2 separate regions of the Mus musculus genome follow, and region 2 is linked to region 1. A link is a contact called in public promoter capture Hi-C data. All regions are on one chromosome and are shown on one strand. The core of a region is the stretch at or near the end of the contact, and the rest is flanking DNA. Distances in the headings are between cores, read along the strand shown.

Region 1 (5,391 bases), core at 2,183-4,682:
GCAGTACATGCCCTTAACTGCTAAGCCACCTCTCCAGCCCCCAGTGCTATATTATTTCCATTAAAAATTTAAAAATACCTTTCAGCTTATCTAGGCCTTCAAATTTGACATATGTTTCTTGTTGGCAATACAAACCTGAGTTATTTTCTTCTTTTTAAATCCACTCTGCCAGTTTTATCTTTCCGTTGGTGCTTGTAAATAATTTACAATTACGGTAATTGTTGGTATGCCAGCTCTTACTTCCCTTTTATGCGCCTTGTTTGCATTTGTTTCCTTGGGTTCTCTGTTCTGTTTCTGCGTCTTGCGTTTATCAGAGTTACTTTAAGCACAGGATTCCATCTTGCTCTAATTACGGCATCTTTTGGCACACGTCAACGTCACTCTTGTGGCAGTTGCCTGAACCCACAGCCCGATGTTCCTGTGCTTCATCCCCTCAGACGAAGTGTGGAAACCTCTCTCCATTTAGACCCATTTACCTTCCTTACTTTAATGCATCTCTGTGTGGGGCGCAGGTCTTTGTCAAAATGATGGACTATGGCCGGTACACCTCAAGAGGAGGAAGACAGCCCTGCCCTCTGGCACACTAAGATGGCACAGTGTCCTGTATCTCGATAGAGAAGATGGCAGAGAAAAGGGCCTATTCTCTATTCTCTCCACTCTATTCTCATGAAGCAGAAGAAACAAAAGGGCCAAGCAGTTTCATGAGGGTAAAATGTCACTCATTCGGGTACCATTCTTATGGTTTTTATTGCTCAAAAAGGCTGTGTCCCACAGTGTGTATGTGCACATGCGTGCACATGCATGCACATAGGCTCCAGCTTCTAACACTATACATTGGGGTTTTAATTCATCTTGGATCTTGGTGGGACGTACATGTATCTAAACCACAGCATGGTAGAAACAAATGAAGTTCTGTAGCTCTGCTGCTGTGAAGAGTCTATTCAGGAGCCCACCCAGTGTCTCAAGGGGCTCCTGGACTGCCCCGCCCCAGCCTCGAAGGCCATGGCCTCTCAAGTGCCTTCCAACATAGTCTTCTGCCACACTGCACAGATGGACAGCTGGGAGCCCACACTTTCCCATCCCTTCCTCTTCTCCACCCAAGCCATGCCTGCTGCTCTCTCCCACCCCACCCATCAGAATCCCATCCTGTCTGCCCTTCATGGCTCGGCTGGAACGCAACTCACTCCTCATTCCTTCTGACCTCTGTCAAGAGGCCTGTTATCCGCGCAGAGGCCTTGTGCATTTCCGACCTTCTGTCACACATGCACCACATTAAATGCACATCTTAGCTCTACTACTAAGCAAGCAGAGGAAGGGGCCATGTCTCATCCACACAGCAGCCTTCCTAACTTTGGGCCTCAGCAGCCACTCTCTACGGAGGGCCCCTCATACAAACTTGCTATTGTCAAAGTTGGAAAGCTTAGAGAGTGACAGGGTGGTGGTGGTGATGGTGATGGTGATGGTGATGATGGAGATGCTGTGATACAAGTGAAATCACCCTTGGTTTCTCAGGCACACAACCACCTATTTACCTATTTATAAGCCAAATGAAGGCCCAGTGGACAGCTAATACACAGGGCGGAAATGCTGGATGAGTAGAGTCCATGAGCAGTGTGGAAATGTGAGGCAAGGGGGCTATCCTGGAGCTGGCACTGTTGAAGATGGTCTCCCTGGAGGGCTGTCAACACAAATGGTAGATCCAAGAGGACCCCAGAAGGAGGGATTGTGGAAGGCTGGAGCAGGGTTGGGGGAGGGCACAAAATGGAGGCATGTGCTCCTGAGTCACAGAAAGGTGAGAATGGCTGGGGGCGTGCAGAAACACCAAGCAAGACAGACAGCCTGCCAGCAGCGCCTGGGGGTGGGGGGCGGCCTTCACCCCAGGTGCTTCTGGGAAAGAAAGAGGAAGGCAAACTAGCATTTGAGGAAGCTTAGTCGAGTGGCTGTGTTTAGAATAGGATGAGGCTGAGAAGAGAGCAGCTGTATGAGGTTCATAGAGTCCAGCTGTCCCTCAACATCCATGGGGGGCGGGGTCCCTCAGCATCCATAGGGGACTGAGGTCCCTCAGCATCCATAGGGGACTGGGGTTCCTCAGCATCCATAGGGACTGGCCCTGGAGTTCCTCCAGTGCTCAAGTCCCTTCTATAAAAAGGAGTTTCTGCAAAGAGCATAACTGACTCCCTGATTATGCTATAAGCCATCTCTAGATTACTTAATACTGAAAACTCCTATTTAGGATGTGGTCATGATGTATGTGCATGCTTAGGCCTAACTACCAAGCACCCAGGTTTAGGTTTGGTTGCATCTGAAGATGCTGGCCTTCAGTGTGGCTCCATCTGCAGATATGAAGCCGTAACGTAGCTGTTCTCTGAGTAGGGTGACAAGAGCATATGTGAACTCTTACCACCTCAAAAGGGAAGAGTGGAGAGGGTTTTGCAGCCCAGTGAAGTCAGGGGTGGCTCGGGGTGAGCATCAAGGAAAATCGAGGTGAAGACGATTTCTAGGGAGGTTCTGAGTCAAAGCTTCCATGTCCTGAGGGTGAGGCTCCCATGGGTCATCTCAGTGGTACTGTCCAGAAACAGCCAGAAGGGAATTCCTAGGGAGTGAGTGGGGCAAGGACGGACCCGAGGTGATGATAGAAAGCACCCTTCTGGAGGGAGGGAAGGGACGGTAACAGGCAGAGCACAAGAGTCTCCTGGGCCTCCCGGAGTGAAAGTCTGCACTGACTTTCACTGAGAAGGGGAGAGCTTAAAGTGAGGTTAGCCCTGCGACGGAACAGTGGGGTCATGAGGTCAATGACGTGTCTGGGAAGACCGGATCAGCAACGGCTTAGGTGACTGAGAAGATGGTTAGAATCAGTTATCTGAGGAAGTCAGGTAGAAATGGGTTTCTCTGGCCAGTAACATTGCCAGAGGTTTCCCCGGGGCATTAGCCACATGCTGGCCTGTGCTTTTCTGCTCTTCATAAGGACCTGTGGTAGACCATCCTACAAATCAGTTAGCTACAACTAAGATCCGAGTGGTTTTCAAAGAAACCAGGCCATGTCCCATGACCAAGGAACCCAAGGACAGACTAACCTGTGACAGCTCTTTTTACCCAGCAGGTAGCAGTAATGAGCGTAGAAGAAGGAGCTCTTCTTGATGTAGATCCCATCATAATGATACCTGAAAACAGAGGCGGCCTGTAACTTACCTCCGCATACGCCATTGCAGATAGTCCAACTTCTTGCCTGCCTCTGCAGTGGCTTGGTGCCATATGAATGTACTGTACACATATACACCCATATGTGCATATTGTATGGAGAATTTTGAATGTGCATCTTTTCACTGGCTAGTATCTGTAGGATGATAGTCACAACCCTGGACAGCAGCAGGGAGCCCCACACCCCACAGTGCGGCACCTCTCACTGAAAATGGCAGGCAGGTTAGGTGAACCCACCACATCCTCTACCCATCATAAGACACAGCCCATTACACGCGTTTCGTTGTGGCAGCCTACAAAAGCACTGTTGGGTGCTTGGTTCTGTTTTCTCGGTTTCTCATCTCAGAGAGATGTCCTGGGACAGGCCTCCTGTCCTGACGCCTGACCTTTCGGAGGACTCAGCCTGCAGGAAGCCAGACTCCCCCCACACAGTCTCATCTCCTCTGTGGCATCCAGGAAACTACAGTGTGTGCCCGGGCTAAGAACCAGGTTTCTTCAGCTTACTTCCTGCCCAAGGTTAGATTTGGCAAACTTGCCACTGTCTTCAGTTTCTTTATGGGCTGCTGGCCTTTCCTCTAATTGGCTTCTGTCCCTGCTCACTGATTTCCTGTCTTGATTTTAAACAAATGGCAAAGGACAATGACAACTGTGTGGCAATTATTATAAGGACATGCTTGATGACACTGGAGCTTCCATCCCTGTTAAAACTATCACCACAGGCCCCAGCCTCCTGAATACAACTGATAGGCTAATTGGCCAAATGCTTAAGTTATTTCAGTCCAAAGAGTAATTAAAAGCAATTGGCATTATTCTATGTGTGCAATCATTTGAACATTTTAATAATTGGGCACATTTCTTAAATCTAAAGTATATGTGGTAATCTCTATATTTTAACAAGATTTTGAATCACATGAGCGCGGTGCTGCCTGGAGTCTCCAGATGATTGGGGGTCGGGGGGGGGTAGTCTCAGCCACAGCACCCTTTGGTGAGAGCTGCCGAGTACAGCTTACTCTGTGTCACACATTTTATTGATTATTGTGATTTCCCTGCATTGTCATTTTCTTCATTTAACACAAAACAAACATTAAAACCCTACCTGGCACTTCCTCGTGTGCCCAGCCTCCGGGTGCCCAGGTCAGGGAAAACCAAGCGCACAAGCTGTGGGAATGAGACAGATTTAAAGATGCAGTTTGAAAACTGAAAACAAACTCACTTCATCTACACTTACTGAGGAGCCATACAAATGATCCAAGCTGGTTCCAAAAGGGATACATACAAAGGAAATTAGAACACACCAGATGGGCAAAGTCACAGAATGAAATCCTGGTGTCCCATCTGGGGCAGGTAATGTCCTGGCTTAGGTTCCCAGTACCAAAACTCTAAGGCAGCAGTTCTCAGCCTGGGGGTCTCAACCTCTGTGGGGGAGGTCAAACCTTTCACAGGGTCGCCTAAGACTATGAGGAAACACAGATATTTGTATTACGATTCATAACAGTAGCAAAATTACAGTTGTGAAGTATCATTGAAAATAATGTTATGGTTGGGGTCACCACAGCACGAGGAACTGTATTAAAGGGTCGCAGTGTCGGGAGGTTGAGAGCCTCTGCGTACTGTCCCAACAGTCAGGCTCTCCAGACTGAATTGCTGGCAACGAACTCCGTTTGGTCTTGCTTTCTGCTCTCTTCAATGCTACATTGCTGACTGGCATCACGAAGACTCTCTGGAAATTGGATTATTGACAGCTGTTGGGTCTAGCCTGTGGCTGCTGGGTCTAGCTTGTGGTTGCCGGGTCTAGCCTATGGCTGCTGTTGCTCTTCTGCTGTTTTCCTCTTTCTCTGGTATCATAGCTACTTTCAGAGTTGACCATGGGTCTTCTCATTTCAGAGGGTTTAGTGAGTGGATGGTACTCAACTGTAGAATAACAGTCACTTGGATTCCGATTCTCATCTCCCGCCCGGCTGAGTTACCTTGATGTGTTTTATATTCAGGGACACTACTCGTGTTCCAGTTTTCAACCGGACTCTATCCCGGTGGCCATATCCAGGGATTAACTACAGGTAGGGTATCTAGGCTCACACCTGCTGGAAGGGGAAACCCTGCATGTAGGGACAGTTTAGAAGCCGGGGCAGGGAAAGCCACAGGCCTGCCAATGACTTCTGTTGTTCCTCTGCAGAGCTGTTCCGCCCAGCTCCT
Region 2 (5,643 bases), core at 2,015-4,514, 800 kb after region 1:
TCTTATGTCATAGTTTATTCAACCAGTCCTAAGGCTTCAGTATTTTGCTTTTATTGGTTATGCTATAAAAGACAATACCATTTAAAGATATCTTCACATATTTTTGTTTGAATATTTTTGAGATCATGCCCACAATGCAGGTTTGCTGTTTCAACAAACACGCATATGTGACTTAGTTTGATATTGCCTCACTTCTCCCCATAGGGACTGTGCTGTCTGTCATCTCAATAGCGATGGATAGGAATGTGTCCTTTGCCTTCTGTCAACACTTTTTGAACAAGTTTAATCTTATTTCCATTGCTGGAAGCAATTTCCACATTGGAGGTGACAAGATTTGTGTATGTAAGTTTCAAATCGTGCCCAGAGTTTATTGTTTTCCTTTTACTTCTTTTGTATGTACTTATTTCCAGATGGTAAAGAATTAAACTACACTTTAGATGAACTTTTTCCAGCTTCACTTAGACACTGAGATCAACAATAAAATAATATTATCTGATTATTATCCCTGCTCATTATCCCTGTCACTGATTGGCCTCAATCTCTACTCCATCTTTATCATGTAAGGCAAGAAAAATAATCAGATAATAAATGGGACCTCATGAAATTGAAAGGCTTTTGCAAGGCAAAGGACATCAGGAGTAGGACAGAGTGGCAGCCTACAGAATGGGAAGAGAGCTTTATCAACCCTCCGTCTGACAGAGGATTAACATATAAAGAACACAAGAAAATAGACACCAGCAAACCAAATAACCTAATTTTAAAAATGAGGTGTAGAGCTAACAGGGAACTCTCAACAGAAGAATCTCTGATGGCCAAGAAGCACTTAAACAAATGTTCGACATCCTTAGTCATCAGGGAAATGCAAATCAAAACTCTGAGATTCCACCTTACACCTGTCAGAATGACTAAGATCAAAAACTCAAGTGACAGCCCATGCTGGTAAGGATGCAGAAGAAGGAGAACACTCCTCCATCACTGGTGGGAGTGCAAACTTGTACAACCACTTTGGAAATCAATCTGGCAATTTCTCAGAGAGTTGGGAGTAGTTCTACCCCAAGATCCAGCTACACCACTCTTGGGCATAAACCCAGAAGATGCCCTACTATACCACAAGGACATGTGCTCAACTATGTTCATAGCAGCTTTATTCATAATAGCCAGAAACTGAAACAACCCATATGTCCCTCAACTTAAGGATGGATAAAGGAAATGTGGTACATCCACACAATGGCATACTATTCAGCTATTAAAAACAAGGAAATCATGAATGTTGCAGGCAAATGGATGGAACTAGAAAATATCATTTTGGGTGAGGTAACTCAGAGCCAAAGGGACATACGTGGCATGTACTTATTTATAAGTGGACATTAGCCAGGAAGTGCAGGATAATCATTCTACAATCTAGAGACCCAAAGAAACTAAGTAACAGGGAGGGCCGAAGAGAGAATGCTTGAATCTCACTCAGAAGAGAAAATAAAATAAACATGGTGGATGGATGGAAGGAATTGAGTGGGAGAGGGAGACCGGGTGAGAAGGGGAACGGGGATGGAGATCAGGTATGGGAAATGGAAAAGAGATAAAAATCAGTGTGGGTCATCTCTGGTATTAGCTGGAGATCTGAGATAGAAGAGGCTATGAGAGTGACCTTAGATGAGGCTCTTAACAGTTGGAGATAAGGAGACTGAAGTGGCCACTTCCAGTAGCCAGGTGGGACTTCCAGTGGAGTGAGGGGGACATCAACCCACCACAAAATCTTTGACCCAAAATTTTTCTTGCCTTACATGATAAAGATGGAGTAGAGATTGAGGGAAAGGCCAACCAGTGACGGGGATAATGAGCAGGCATAATAATCAGATAAGAGGAATGCCAAGGGAAGAGGAAACGTGTTGTAATTATACTTTAATTTATTTGCAAACATTAAAAAATTTAAAAAAATAAATTTAAGTAAAAAGATCTGAGTCCATTTGGAACATAGTCTGTTGTGTGGTGCGAGTGGAGAATTTGTTGCGTAGTTTTCCATAGGGCGACCTAAGTTACCACACTACGTCTAGTTTGTGATGCTCTTTCCTATTTTTAAAAATTTCCACACACAGTTAGACTTGTTTCTACACTGTCTCCTCTTCTGTTCCACAGGTCAGCTCTCTCTATTCATGAGGGTGCTCCGCAATGATTTTACTTGTACCAAGTGTTAAAGCCTGAGTTTCCTGTGGTGACTAAGACCTTCATCTGATCCCAAATCTCCTGTGGTTCATGATGTCCTGCTTTTCTCTTCCAAAAACAGTTTATAAAGGACACATTAAGCTTCGAAGGAAAAGCTGTTGATGAATTCACTTCAGGAGACCACACTGGCAGTAACTTTGGGCTTAACTTTAAGGTCTATATTCAGATCTCTGAGGTTTGATAAGGACACTCCCAACGCCCAGGCACTCTGAATGTACCTCAGCCTGAATTAAACCATTATCATGAACAATGCCTGGTCTATCCGTTTCCCCTTCATCCTCAGTATTCCTCCTTTAATCCCATTTAGATTTTGGATTACTGGGCTGTCCCTGTCACACCCTGGGAGTCTAAGCTCATGTGCCCTCATGTGCTTTCCTCTGAACCTGCAATAGGTGGTAGGAAAACCTCAAATCCTTTTGGGATTTGAGCTAGTTCCACAATTAGCATGAATACATGATTTTATTTATTTATTTATCTATTTATTTATTGGCTTAGACCTGCCCTCAGTTGCTAACTCTTCTCTTAGATTTTCACCTTCACCTCAGGTCAACACTTACCTTGCCCCCACTCTGACATGAACTTGGGCTCTGCTTTTATTTTATGCTCTTCTCCAGCCTTGTGCTGAAACAATCCCCATGGTTTGCTGTGCCCCGCTGCTTCAGCTTGTCTTTATGGGGAGAATAGGCTCCGTTTAATTAAGAGGCTTTGGGACTAGTGTGGTCTCACGGTCCTCTAAATTGTTTTAATTACAGTGCAGTTCTTAATTAGGCATTCCACGGTGCACAAGCATAGCCTCCGAGCCTTTCAAAGCTACGGTTATATCACTCTCCTCATTGATAAATTATTGCTCTGTAAAAGTGATGCTGGAGAGAGAGAGTTCATCAGAAGAAAGCCTTTAGGTTTGAAATGAAAGGCAAGGTTGGCAGTGCTTGTTTTAGAAGAAGGGGGAGGAGGAAGAGGAGGAGGAGGAAGTAAAAAAGAACTCCCCTGTTGAGAAACCGTGTCGAATGTTAACATTTGGTACAGGAAATTCCTGTAAAGGAAGCAGGCTTACTCACCATTTCAACTAAACCTAACCACAACCCCTTTCTTGTCAAGGAGGCTGGCCAGAGGACAGCTTTGAATGCTTTATTTCAGGAGTTTTCTTCCGTGGATAAAGGTAGTTTACTTCATTTCTCCTTTGTTATGACTGGGCATTTTCCAACACCAGAGGTCCTTTACAAAATTCCAAGGTTGTCCTTTTCTGTCCAGGTATAACTTATTATTTCAAAACTGTATGGGTTGGATAGTCCTTAAATCTTCTTCAAGTAACTCTCTTGCTAAGAAAAAAAAATGTAGCAGAACCCTTTGAAAATGGGTGTTTTTCACACTTTTTTTTTCAGATGCACAAGCTGGCATTCACTGACATAAAGACTTGAATTTCTTTATTTGTTGTGTATGTAAGAGCAGGAAACAAAGGTAAGAGACCAGAATATTCTTTCCCTAGATTCCTTAACCCCTAATATATATTTTTAAAGGACTTAAAAAGTGAATTGCTAAAGAGTTGCTTTTTGTGGAATATTTTTAATCACAGGTGTGCTATTAGGCAGCAACATTTGTATCTCAGTGTCGGTTTTAACCTTAACTTGTATAAGTGACTAGTTACAAAGTAAACCTTTGTTTTAAACAGTGATTCTTACATTTTATTGAAAGGATTATAGAGGGATTCAATCAAATGCGGGTCAAATCTGAATGGCCACATTACTTGTCCATCTTTGGAGGCAAGCACTGAACAAGCTGCTATGGACCATGTGAGCATTATCAGTATTCTTTGACTACTGCAATTATTAGACTAGGCCATAGCATCTCTTTTTTATTTGTACTTTAAGGGTGTGCACAGGACTGAGAGGCTTCCTGGTGATTCATTCACAGCTTTCATTTTTCTCCTCCCAGCAAAAGCTTTGTTCTTTGAAAAACTTAGCTCATTATTACTCTAAAATATGGTCAAATTGGGTATCTTTTGAATAACTTCAGGCTAACTTTTTCTGCTTCTGAGAAAAAGAGAGAATTTTTAAATAAAAGCCTTCTGGAAAATTTTAGGAAAGAGACCTTGCAGATCTTCAGATCATCTCACCGGCCTCCGACCTCCTTCTGTAGAGAAGGCGAATAGTGGTGGCAAGATGAGAAACTTTGAAACCCTCTTCCTCCAGATATGATTCTCCCTTCTACTACTGAACAGGTATGTGGTCATTGTTTCATAACGGGCACCGTTGCTATGAGTGATGCAACATTTGGTTTTCTACTGGGACAATAAGAATGACAGCACACATGTTTTACAGAATGACAAACTTGAGTTTTACATTTGCTGGTATCTGTCAGTCATTTTTACTCCCATATGCAGAATTGGCAGCCATGTTGGTTTAAGTTGGCCAGTGCTCAACAAGTACGATGCTCTACTCTTGGATGATCTCTTTGGAATTCCTGATGCATTTGGGTAATGGTAGAATGAGATTGTGTAGTCTTTTAAAAACAGACATTGGGAGGCAAGGGCTTGAAGTATGGACTTTTCAGAATGGCTTTGTTCTTGGCTGGTCTGTGGACAAAAACAATAATGGTAGCTACCATGACTGCTGAGAATACTGTATATTCTGAAGATTTTAGTTGGAATATTTTATAGATGTCTAGTAAGCCCACTTGAGCTGTGGTACTGGTTAATGCCCAAGTTTGTTGATGTTTTATCTGGATTGATAAAAAATGGGATATCCAAATCATTTTCTCTTTTTGTAGCTGAGTGAATCTGTTTGTGTCCAGTACTGTTTTTTAGCTGAAATCTGGTACCCCAGTGTTCAGCACATTTACAGTGATTCTGTTTTCTTGATGAATTACTTTGTTTAATAATGTGTATTAACTTTCTTTTAGTATGACATGGGGTCTAATTTCTTAGATATAAATATAACTATTCATGTTTATATTTTTGCTTCAATTTGCCTGGCTTTTATTTGTTTGTGTGTTGGCTTTTATTGTTTCAGATTTAGTCTGTGTGTACCTTTGCTAAAAAGGTGGCTTGACCATTGTCCCTGTGGACTGGGATGTTTGAATACTTGGTCCACGGTTGACAGTGCTGCTTGAGTGGATTAGGAGATGTGGCTTTGTTGGAGGAAGAATGTTATTAAGAACATAAAGATTCCTGAAATTCCCAGTTCACACTCCATGCTTTGTGCTGTTTCACTTAGCCACCATGGACTCTAGCCCTCTGGGACCATAAGCTCAAATAAACTCTTCTACATGTTGCATGGGTCATGGTGCTTGACCACAGTGATAAAACAAAACACAACAAAACGAGCAAACAACAAACAACAACAACAACAACAACAAACCCAGTAACTAAAAGACAAGTGTTTCTTGTAGACAACAAATAATAGGCTCTTACTCTTTACTCTGTTT

Evidence for each region. Promoter capture Hi-C pulls out the DNA fragments that hold promoters and counts their contacts.
Region 2: a contact with region 1 is called in a promoter capture Hi-C map of trophoblast stem cells, with 2.6 times the contacts expected there. The contact joins the promoter of Il18rap here to the enhancer-like site in region 1. A contact is called at or near these places in 13 of 39 promoter capture datasets (the 3T3-L1 cell line, 3T3-L1-derived adipocytes, the HPC-7 cell line and 9 more).

What each region holds. Positions count from the first base shown.
Region 1 is chr1:39,707,084-39,712,474 of GRCm38.p6, forward strand. Rfx8 (regulatory factor X 8) reads right to left here. Exons shown (of 15, transcript NM_001145660.1): 3 at 4,295-4,356; 4 at 3,075-3,161. Among named protein-coding and RNA genes, the nearest start is that of Rfx8, 11 kb to the right of the region's middle. Within about 2 kb of position 3,433, at least 17 of the 459 cell types and tissues checked have an H3K27ac peak or open chromatin away from gene starts, as enhancers often do. A contact at or near this core is called in the HPC-7 cell line and trophoblast stem cells, where this site is marked.
Region 2 is chr1:40,512,098-40,517,740 of GRCm38.p6, forward strand. Il18rap (interleukin 18 receptor accessory protein) reads left to right here and starts at 3,265. Exons shown (of 13, transcript NM_010553.4): 1 at 3,265-3,379; 2 at 3,603-3,678; 3 at 4,300-4,438.